Linked DNA regions of Gossypium raimondii: region 2 is linked to region 1. A link is a contact called in public Hi-C data. All regions are on one chromosome and are shown on one strand. Each heading gives the region's core, a stretch centred on a gene start, on an enhancer-like site or on the middle of the called end of the contact. The rest is flanking DNA. Distances are from core to core; before and after follow the strand shown.

Region 1 (5,363 bases), core at 51-2,550:
GTATCAAGACTATCTGGATCAACTTGAACCTAATGGCCAAAAGGAGGAGACTTGTACACCATTGACTATGTCTTTCCATGCCCTACAGGGGTCTCAAGGGTCAAAAATCGTGAGGATGGCAGTACAAATAGGGAATTCCAATGTCATAATACTAGTGGACTCTGGAAGCACCCACAATTTTGTTGATGCCAAGTTAGCTCAACAAATGAACCTCCTTGTGGAACTCTCTACTAGGCTGCAAGTCACTATTGTTGATGGGGGAATCATGTCTACTTAGGGTGTGTGTAGGTTTGTATAGTGGTAGGCACAAGTTCAGTAGTTTGTAACAAATTTCCTAGTCTTAGCTTTCAAGGGATGCGACTTGGTTCTTGGTATTGAATGGTTAACCACTTTGGGGTCCATCATCTGCAATTTCAGTTCTCTTACTATACAGTTTGAATACAATGATTAATGATGTACTCTGAAAGGAATACTTCTAGGAGCCATTCATATTATAACAGCTACTTAAAGCACTAAGTTGGTGCATCTGAATAGTCAAGAGTCCTTATCCATTTCTCATCACATCGAGTATGTGCACCCTTTTACACATGTCAGGCTTGGTTGACAGTGAGGATCTGCAATTGGTATTGGGTGAATTTAAAGATGTTCTCCATTCTCTAAAGGAATATCCACCTCACCGATTGCAAGAACATTGTATTCCCATCAAGGATAAAAATGTGGTAGTGAAGGTTAGGCCATATAGGTATCCTACTGTGCAAAAGTGTGAAATGGAGAGGCTCATAAAGGAAATGCTTGAAGCTGGGGTCGTTCGAGACAATTGTAGCCCTTATTCATCATCCATTATTATGATGAAAAAGAAGGATGGTAGTTGACGCCTTTGTGTGAAATATAGGCAGCTAAATCAATATACCATCAAGGATACCTTCCTTATTCCGGTTATAAAAGAACTACTTAATGAACTAGGGACTGCTTCCTATTTTTCCAAGCTTGATTTACGATCCGGGTACTACCATATTTGCTCGTGGGATAAATACATTCATAAACCTACTAAGACAAACCAATGCCCCTTCCAACTTTCAATCGTTGATGAATTCTATTTTCAAGCCCTTCTTGAGGAAGTTTGTCTTAGTAGTTTTTTATGACATCCTTGTGTACTTGGACAATTGGCCATCACATTTGGAGCATCTTTGAACAGCCCCACAAATCATATAACAACATAAATTATATGCTAAATGGTCCAAATGCACTTTTGGCCCAACTGAAATTGAATATATGGGCTACATCATTTCCAAAGATCAATGGGCATAGATGCCACTAAGGTGGAAGCGGTACTTACTTGGCCTACCCCTACTTGCCTTACGGAGCTTCAATGGTTTCTTTGACTTCTTGGATATTATAGACAATTTATAAAAGATTATGGCACCTTAGCTCATCCCTTAACCAATTTGTTAAAAAAAATATGTCAAGCGGCATTGGTCTTCTGAAGTTTAGGCAGCCTTCCGACAGCTCAAGTCAGCAATGTGTCTGACACCAATTCTAGCCCTACCCAATCTCAACACCAAACTCTGCATTCACACGGATGCCAATAGTCAAGGTATTAAGGAAGCCTTGCAATAGAAGGGACGATCTCTAGCTTATTTCAACAAAGCCTTAGAGATCAAGCATCAAACCTTGTCCATATATAACAAAGAGATGTTGGTTGTTCTGCTACCAGTAAAAAGGTGGCTCCCCTATCTTGTGGGAAAAAGGTTTCACATACGGGAAAATCATCAAAGTTTGAAATTTCTAACTAATGGACATACCATTACTCCTTACCAAAAATAATGGGTTGCTAAAATGCTTGGCCGTGATTACTTGGTGACATACAGGAGGGGAACTCAAAGCGTAGTAGCAGATGCTTTATCTCGAAGACCACAAATAGAAGAGGGACAACTCCTGCAATGCACTAGTAGTATCATTTGGTCTAAAATATGGTTTAGGATTTTAGCTTCCTCACTAGCAGATCCTAAACTACATCAACTTTGCTTAGAGGTTCAACAACAATCACACCTTTACCCTAAGTACTTGTGGAATGGACAGGTTTTGAGGAGGAAAGGAAAAGTTGAAACGGGCAATTATGACACTCTTAGGAATTACCTCTTCAACCATTTCCATAGGGGGTAGCTGGAGGGCATTTTGGAGTCCATGCTACCAAATATCGAATGGCCAGTTTACCCTATTTGAAAGGCCTTTCCAATGACATCAAGGAATGGGTGAAGAAGTGCCCCATTTCCTAAGCTTGCAAATCTGACCAGGCTGCTTCTACTAGCCTACTTGAACCCTTACCTATACTTGATCAAGTATGGTCTGCAGTAAATTTAAATTTTATCGAGGGCCTCCCAAGCTAGAAAAGGAAAGACAATGTTCTAGTTGGGGTCAACTGATTGACCAAGTATGGCCATTTTGTGGCTCTTACTCACCCATTTTCAGCACTTATAGTGGCCTAAGCTTATTTAGATCATACTTATAAACTGCATGGTCCTCCCTGCACCATTGTATCAAATAGGGACTCGGTCTTTCTTAGCAAGTTTTTGAAAGAACTTTTCAAACGCCTTGGCACTGATATCCACATGTCCAGAGCCTACCATCCTTAAATGGATGACCAAACTGAAGTGCTTAACCATTTCTTAGAGGCTTATTTGCATTGTATGGCTGGAGAAAGGCCTAAATAGTGGTCCTTTTGGTTACCTCTTATTGAATGGTGGTACAGCACCACCTACCATTCAGCCATTCAAAAAACTCCCTACGAGGCCTTGTACGGGCAGGAACCCCATCACCATCTACTGTACTTAGTTGGAAATTTTTTAGTAGCAGCAGTAAGCCATAGCCTTCAACAAAGGGAAATAGCTAGGAAACTTTTAAATTTTCACCTCAGAAGGGCACAAGACCATATGAAACAATTAGCAGACCGCAGGAGGAGTGAAAGGGTGTTTCAAATTGGGGATTATGATTACTTAAAATTACAACTCTATCATCAGCACTCATTGAGGAAGCACTATAACTAGAAGCTTTTCCCTTAATATTTTGGACCCTTTCCAGTAGCAACACAAGTGGGGCAAGTTGCTTACAAATTGGCACTACCTGAAGGCTCTCGGATTCATCATACATTTCATGTTTCTCAACTCAAGGAACATGTTGTTCTTGTCCTCACACAGCAATATTTGCCTTTAGTTGGGTCAGATCGCACTCTTCAGAAGATACCAGTCCAAATATTAAATTGAAGAATGGTGAAGCGAGGAAGTAATGTTGTTACGGAAATACTGGTTGAATGGGAAAACACGTTTCCCTAGGATGCTACTTGGGAACACTTTTACAAATTCCAGTAGCTCTATCCCTAGTTTGATCCTTGAGGACAAAGATCCCTTACGTATGGGAGAAATTGATACGATAGGAAAGCTTCAATGGTCATGAAATTGAAATTATGTTATGTTTTTTACTTTTATTATTGTTTCGTCAAATGGTGCGCTTTTTATAGGTTTAGTTTAGTGGAACTGTGTTGTTTTAGTGAGTTAAAATGGTGTGTTTTTCATCTATGTTTCTTAATTAAAATGGAGCGTATTATGTACACAGTTGTCACTACAAGCTGTCAAACTAATTGGAAGCCATTATTCTACCCTTTTAAGCTGTTGAGGAAAGGGTTGGAAGTTATGAATGAAAATAGTATTCTCATCCTCCTGAATTCTCTCTTTTCTCTCTGGTTTTCTTCTTCCTTTTCTATACTTATTTTTGGAAATTCTAAGCTCGTATCAGAAAGATGGAGTAAATAAGAATATGAAATGGGGAAGAAGATGAATGGGAGAGAAAGAAAGGAAAAGAAAATGTGAAACAAATGAATTGAAAAATAATTTATTATTATTAAATTTAATTTTAATAAATATATATTTAAGTAAAAATAATTGAAGTAATATTTTTTATGAAAATATGAAGACTACTATGTGGCATTCTCTAATCGGATGATTTTTTTTAACTCATCTAACTTTTGGATTAAAAATCATAATAGGAGGATAGTTTAGGTACAAAATTAGAAAAAAAAGGGTTTAGATACCAAAGTGAAAAACGAGTATACTTTGGAGGCCAAATCGTGAATTAAGTCCTTGATTTATCACTAATTTTAGCTTTGATTTATTATTTGGTAATACTATTTATATTTTATTATTTAGGTAAAACATACTCCATCTATACTTTTCACACATTTAAAATTTAGTCAACTTACTTTTATTTTAGAATTTAGTCCTCCATTTTAAGATTTCTAAATTCAAGTTGAATTGTTAATCCCAATTATTTTGTTTAAATTCACTGGTTTAATGTTTTGAATTAAAAAACTTAGTTAATAGCCATATAAAAAAATTGATGTTGTAATAAACTAAAATTTATAATAAAAATAATTAATAATATTAACAATTGAACTTATATGTCTAAATTTGAAAAATAACGAAATTAATTTTTCAATATTCCAAATATGCAAAAAGTATCAATTTAGAGCATACTTTTAACTTCTTTTTTCCTTTTCTTGTCCGCCACATTTCTTTTCTATCTTTTCAATAGATAAAATCGATTAACAAATAAAATAAAATCAAAATCGTTAAAATTTTGGAATAGAAGTTAAAATTAGGTAAAATCAAATCTTCACTAAAAATTAAAAAATTGATTTGTAGTGTCAAAATTTTATTTTAATATGAAAGTAGAAAGCTTTTCTTTTGGGTTTGAGATATTAATTAAAAGGTTGTGGTTTTCGAACTTCAAATTTTCTTTGTATATTTAGATTTCAAAGGTTTTATATTTTTTTGAAATTTTGGTTATTCTTTCAATTTAGAAAAGGATTTTTAAAATTTAGATTGTTTATGAAAAAAGGAATTTGAAAAATAATTAAAATTGAAAATGTCAAAATCTTTAGATTGATTTTTTTAAAGAATGAAACAAAGGAAAAAAATTTAAATTATTAAACTATAGTACATCCATGATATAAAAAACAAAATTATATAATAAATATATTTATAAAAATTAATTTTAAAATAAATTAAGTTTTGATTGAAATGGTACAGAAAAAAGATTTGAAAATCATGTCTTAGATTCAAATTCTACTATGTGTGTATATTTTTTTATTTTTATATAAAAGATGTAAAAAAATACCCTAAAAATAATATAATTTACTTTTATAAAATAATGGTATTTTAGTTACTGCCCAATCAAGTTGTGCTCAGTTGATTCATGAAATCAATTCAGTTAAGGGCTTAATATATAGTATAGGTATGTTTGAAGTTTAGAATCTTAAAGAATTCTCCAAGGGACTGAAGCTGGAAAGCTACTAAAGTGAAATAAGCAAG
Region 2 (4,804 bases), core at 67-2,566, 240 kb after region 1:
TCGTTAATGTCACGTAATTGCTTCTTCAACGATTCACAACGCTCAATCCATTTTTCTTCATCATTTCCATTGCATTTGCTTGTCCATGCTTTCTTCAAAGCGACTCGCCATTCGGATACTTTGTTCCTGATCTCTTTGTTAAGTTCTACCCACTCGGGAGCACATCCGTTCTTCGAGAGTATCCTATAAAGGGTGTCTTCAGCTGGATCTGCATGAGGAGTTGTGTTAAGGTTAAGAGGTTTGCCTTTCCCTGCTAAATTCTCGAACTGACCCTCTTCCATTGAATGCCATATTCTTTGCTCAACTACGTTGATGATGTCGGTTTCCGATCTGTTTGAAATCATTACATGACACAACTTCATCTCATTGAAGAACCCAAAAAACCTTTGAAACTATTATGATTTTAACACTGAATTCGAATAATTGAACCAAGAACGTCATCTCTTCAAAAGCATATCATACACCAAATTCAACAGTTTTTAAGGTCTCAAACATAGGAAGCCAACACCACTCAACTAATGAAGCTAAAGTTAGGTAACGACTAGCACACACAACTCCATTTCTAAAGGGAAGATAACCTTCAAAGCTTAATTGCATAGCCCCTTGCCAGGTAATATGAATTAGTGACCAATAAAAAAATAACTTTCAAAGAATTGAAAAAGGAGAAAACAAATTGTAACAAATCCAAAGCATACCTCCAAACTGCAAAATTTCATACTTTCCCTTGATCCCAAAAAGAGTTCTTTCAATTTCGCTTTTATCATTTAGTATGAAAGAATCATGAAGATTTCAAAATAATCGAGGGTAAATATGAAAACTTGACGGTATTTAATTAGAATTTTGAGAAATTCACAATTTTTTTAGTTGAAAATTGAGTTTTAAATTCATATTGTTAGAAAAAAAAAATCTACTAAATAGACGCATACATACATACATACATACATACATACATACCTAACTTTGTTGCGTTGGCCACGGAGCTCGGGAGGGAGTTTACGGTCGTTGACGGCGTCTATGGCAGCTGATAGACGGTCTGTTATCTTCTTCTCACGCTTAGAAGATGAAGAATTTGATCCAGTCGTTGTTGTTGATGAGGAAGAGGAAGAGGAAGAGGAGGCACACCTGAGTCCGGGTCCGCCATGGCTCATCGACGGAGGTGAGATGCCCCACGTCAATTTGGTAATCGGAGACGAGGAAAACGCAGAGAACGATGATGGCAGCTTTCTCGCTAGCCTGGTGGCCATGGATGATTGAAACGCAGATGGTCAGATGGGGAGAGTTCTAGCAATTTACTCCCTAATTATTGGGACATGTTTGGGGACTTTTCAAATATGCCACGTGGTTTCTTAATATACTGCCACTAATGTTCAGCGAATACGTGGTTTCTCCGTCTACCGAAATTTCCCAAAATATAAAATTACTTTGATTTCTGTGAGGCGGTTTAAAAACTATTTTGGGAATATTTTTAAAAAGTGTTTTTAAAAAAAAGTTGTGAAAAAATGTTTTTGGAAAATAAAATATCTATTTCAAACATGTTATTATTAAATAATAAATATATATTTAAATAATATTTAAATTAGTTAATATTATTATAATTTAGTAAGAATATAAAAAATTATTATAATTTGTTAATATTTTAATATATGAAATATAAATTTTAAATATTTTAAGTAATAAATATTAATTATTTATCAAATTTAATTAGAATATATAAAATATATTTTAAATATTTAAATATAATCATTAAATATTTGTAATTAGTATTTTAAAAAATATTTTTTTATTTTTAATTAATGATTTTAACATATTTGTAATTAAGCACCGAGAAAAAAAAGGAAAGTACTATGTTATTGGAGGGGTGAAAAAGTAATTAAGCATCAAAAGTGCTTTTGGCAGAGTAAAAGCTAAAACTTTTAGCTGAAAAGCCAAAAATTTCAGCCAAAAGCATTTGTTTAGCATAGTTTTTCTTCCAAAAGTGCTTTTGGAACTAAAAGTATTTTTTTTAAGCACTACTAAATAGGTCCTAAATCGTTTAACAAGATATTTAGCAAACAAAATCGAGTTTTATAGTATTTATAGTAATAATCTCTATCCCGAATTATTATTTGTGGTTTATGTGGAGTAATTTAAGTCGTTTCTCAACTTTTTATTAAACAAATTTTTGGTCATCCTCGATCACTGAATTGGTTTGAGTATGGACTCAAACAAAATGAATCATCAGTAAAATAAAAATTTTATTAAGTTCTAGTGAGAAAGTTAATTCTCTCTATGAGAATCAAAAACTTGAAATTTTTAAAATATATAATTTATTCTTGTAAATAGATTGTCATTATTTTCTAATAAAATAACAACACTCAACTTAATTGTGCAATTAGGTCATCTTATAGTTTCTATTTATAAGAAAATGACATGAAAATTTTATTTGAACAATGGGTAATTAAATAATAATATTTTAATGAAAAAAATAATACTCCACTACGTGTGGAATACCAATGGGCAACAACATACCCTAAAGAATACTAGGGTTTAACAGTTTTCTCTGAATTTAACAGTTTTCTCTTGGAATTGTTAGGGATGCGCGAATCCAAAATTTCCCCGTATCTTTCGTGAATATAATAGAGAGTACAAACCTGATATTGTTAGTTTTCTGGAAACAAGGGTAAGTGGTTTTAAAGCTGATAAGATTATTGCTAACTTGGGTTTTAAGTTTTCTCACAAGATTGAGGTTATTGGTTTTTCTAGAGGTATTTGGGTGGGTTGAAAGAATCATATTTCGGTTGAGATTATTTGCAATAATCCTCAATTTATTTGTATCTATGTTATTAGGTCTAATTATTTTTTGTCTATTCATATTGCTTTTGTCTATGGTAGCCCCGATAAGTAGAAGAGGAGAAAGCTTTGGGAATGTCTTCCTTTCGTTATTTCGATCGACAATACCCCATGGATGGTTATTGATGACTTTAATGTTCTTCTTTCTTCTTGTAATAAGAAAGGAGGGTGTATAATTGGGAAAGATTGTTCTCTTTTTGACAATTTTATTGAGAAATCTTTTTTTTTTTTGTAGGATTTGGGTTTCAAGGGACATCCTTTCACTTGTCGCTAGGGAGGGCTTTGTGAAAGACTTGATAGGGCAATTGGTAATGATGCTTGGATGAGAACATTTCCATATTGCTCTATCACTCACCTCTTAAGGATCAAGTCGGACAATAAAAATTTACTTCTTGCTCTTGAGTTGGAGGTTAATCTACCTAAAGGGCGTCCTTTCAGATTCCTTGCTGGATGGGTTGAACATCCCAAATTCTCAGATTTTGTCAATGAGAAATGGGCTTTCAAAGATAATATGGTTGAATCCCTAAACTATCTTACTGATAATATTAAAAATTGGAATCTTTCTTTGTATGGCTTTATTGGGACCCACAAGAGAAAGTTGATGCAGACATTGTCTAAAGTCCAAAAGGCTCTTAAAAGAACTGATTTTGTGCACTTAAGTCTTCTAGAAACTCAATTACAAGAGGAATTGGAATGTGTTCTTTATCATGAAGAACTATTATGGAAGCAGAAAGCTAGATGTGATTGATTGCAATTTGGGGATCGAAACACTAAATTTTTCCATTCTTATATAGTTTAGAGAATGAGTCACAACAAAATTTCAATGGTGTCAGAAATAGTAGTTTCAGGACCACAATTTCGGCTAAGGAGTCCGTAATTTATAAGTATTTATTATTTTTAGGATTATGTGATTTTCGTATTAAGATTTGGTCAACTGATTTTATTGTTTATTTAGTTAATTTAAGAAAAGGACTAATTTGTGAAAGTCTTAAAATATAGTCATAATTGATTGGTAATGATTAAGTGGTTAAATTATTTAAATAAGGGAGGACTTATGTGGTAATTAGACCATAGTAAAATTAAAAAGATGGTTTTGGATGTAGAATTGTTAAAATGCATAGTAATTTAAAAGGGTAAAATTGTAAAGTAATAAATTAAAACTAAAATAAATAACATCATTATCTTCCACAAGGCTTGACAACCGAAATTGAAGAAAGAACACCATTTTTATCAAGCTTTAAGATTGGCCATTATTCATTGTTTGCATGTAAGTGATTTTCCAACCCGTTTCTTGTAATTTTTATGTTTTTGAGATCGTTGCAACTAGTTTCAACTAACCCGTACCTTCGTTTTTGAAACTGTTAGGATTTCGAATTGTACGATTGATGAATCTTTGTTATTCTTGATGTTAAATGATAAAATTGTAGTGTTAGTTGTTGGTTTGAATTAGTTTATTAGGTGATTTTTGATAATTTTGGTCAAAGGATTTAATTGATAATATATTTAAAAATTTCATGGAATTTTTGTGAATTATGGATAGTTGTGGGTTGTTCTAGTATAACAAGAAGTTCAGTTGGCATGAAAAATGGTAGAATTTTGTTAAATTTGAAATTTCGGGTTTAGGGACTAATTTGTGAGAGATGTAAAAGTTTAAGGAAAAAGAGTAAGTAATGAAAACTTAAGGGTCTCATGCATTGAATTGAGTTTGAAATGTATGTGAATTTAATTACCATATAGATCAAGAAATGAGAACAATAACCGAGGAAAGGGGAAAATTACAGAGTAGTCACTGCGTTTTAACCGGAAGTAGATTGTAGGTAAGTTCATAGTATAGATAAATATATTTATATGTTTATATAACTTATGATATTATGATTTGATTAAACTGTATTCAAATTGAATTATGAGGGTTAGTATACATACTTGTATGGGATTGCACTTCGGTGCCTCTGTTTACACTTCAGTGTCTCTATTC

The links. A called contact is a pair of places that touch in the nucleus more often than the background predicts.
Region 2: a contact with region 1 is called in a Hi-C map of leaf, with 2.5 times the contacts expected there. The contact joins the promoter of LOC105767719 here to the enhancer-like site in region 1. A contact is called at or near these places in 2 of 2 Hi-C or Micro-C datasets (both in leaf).

What each region holds. Positions count from the first base shown.
Region 1 is chr4:17,403,736-17,409,098 of ASM2569854v1, forward strand. No RefSeq gene overlaps it. Among protein-coding and RNA genes, the nearest start is that of LOC105767790, 16 kb to the right of the region's middle. Within about 2 kb of position 1,301, the one cell type or tissue checked has open chromatin away from gene starts, as enhancers often do. A contact at or near this core is called in leaf, where this site is marked.
Region 2 is chr4:17,642,550-17,647,353 of ASM2569854v1, forward strand. LOC105767719 reads right to left here and starts at 1,317. Exons shown (of 3, transcript XM_012587289.2): 1 at 955-1,317; 2 at 1-330. The coding sequence starts at 1,244.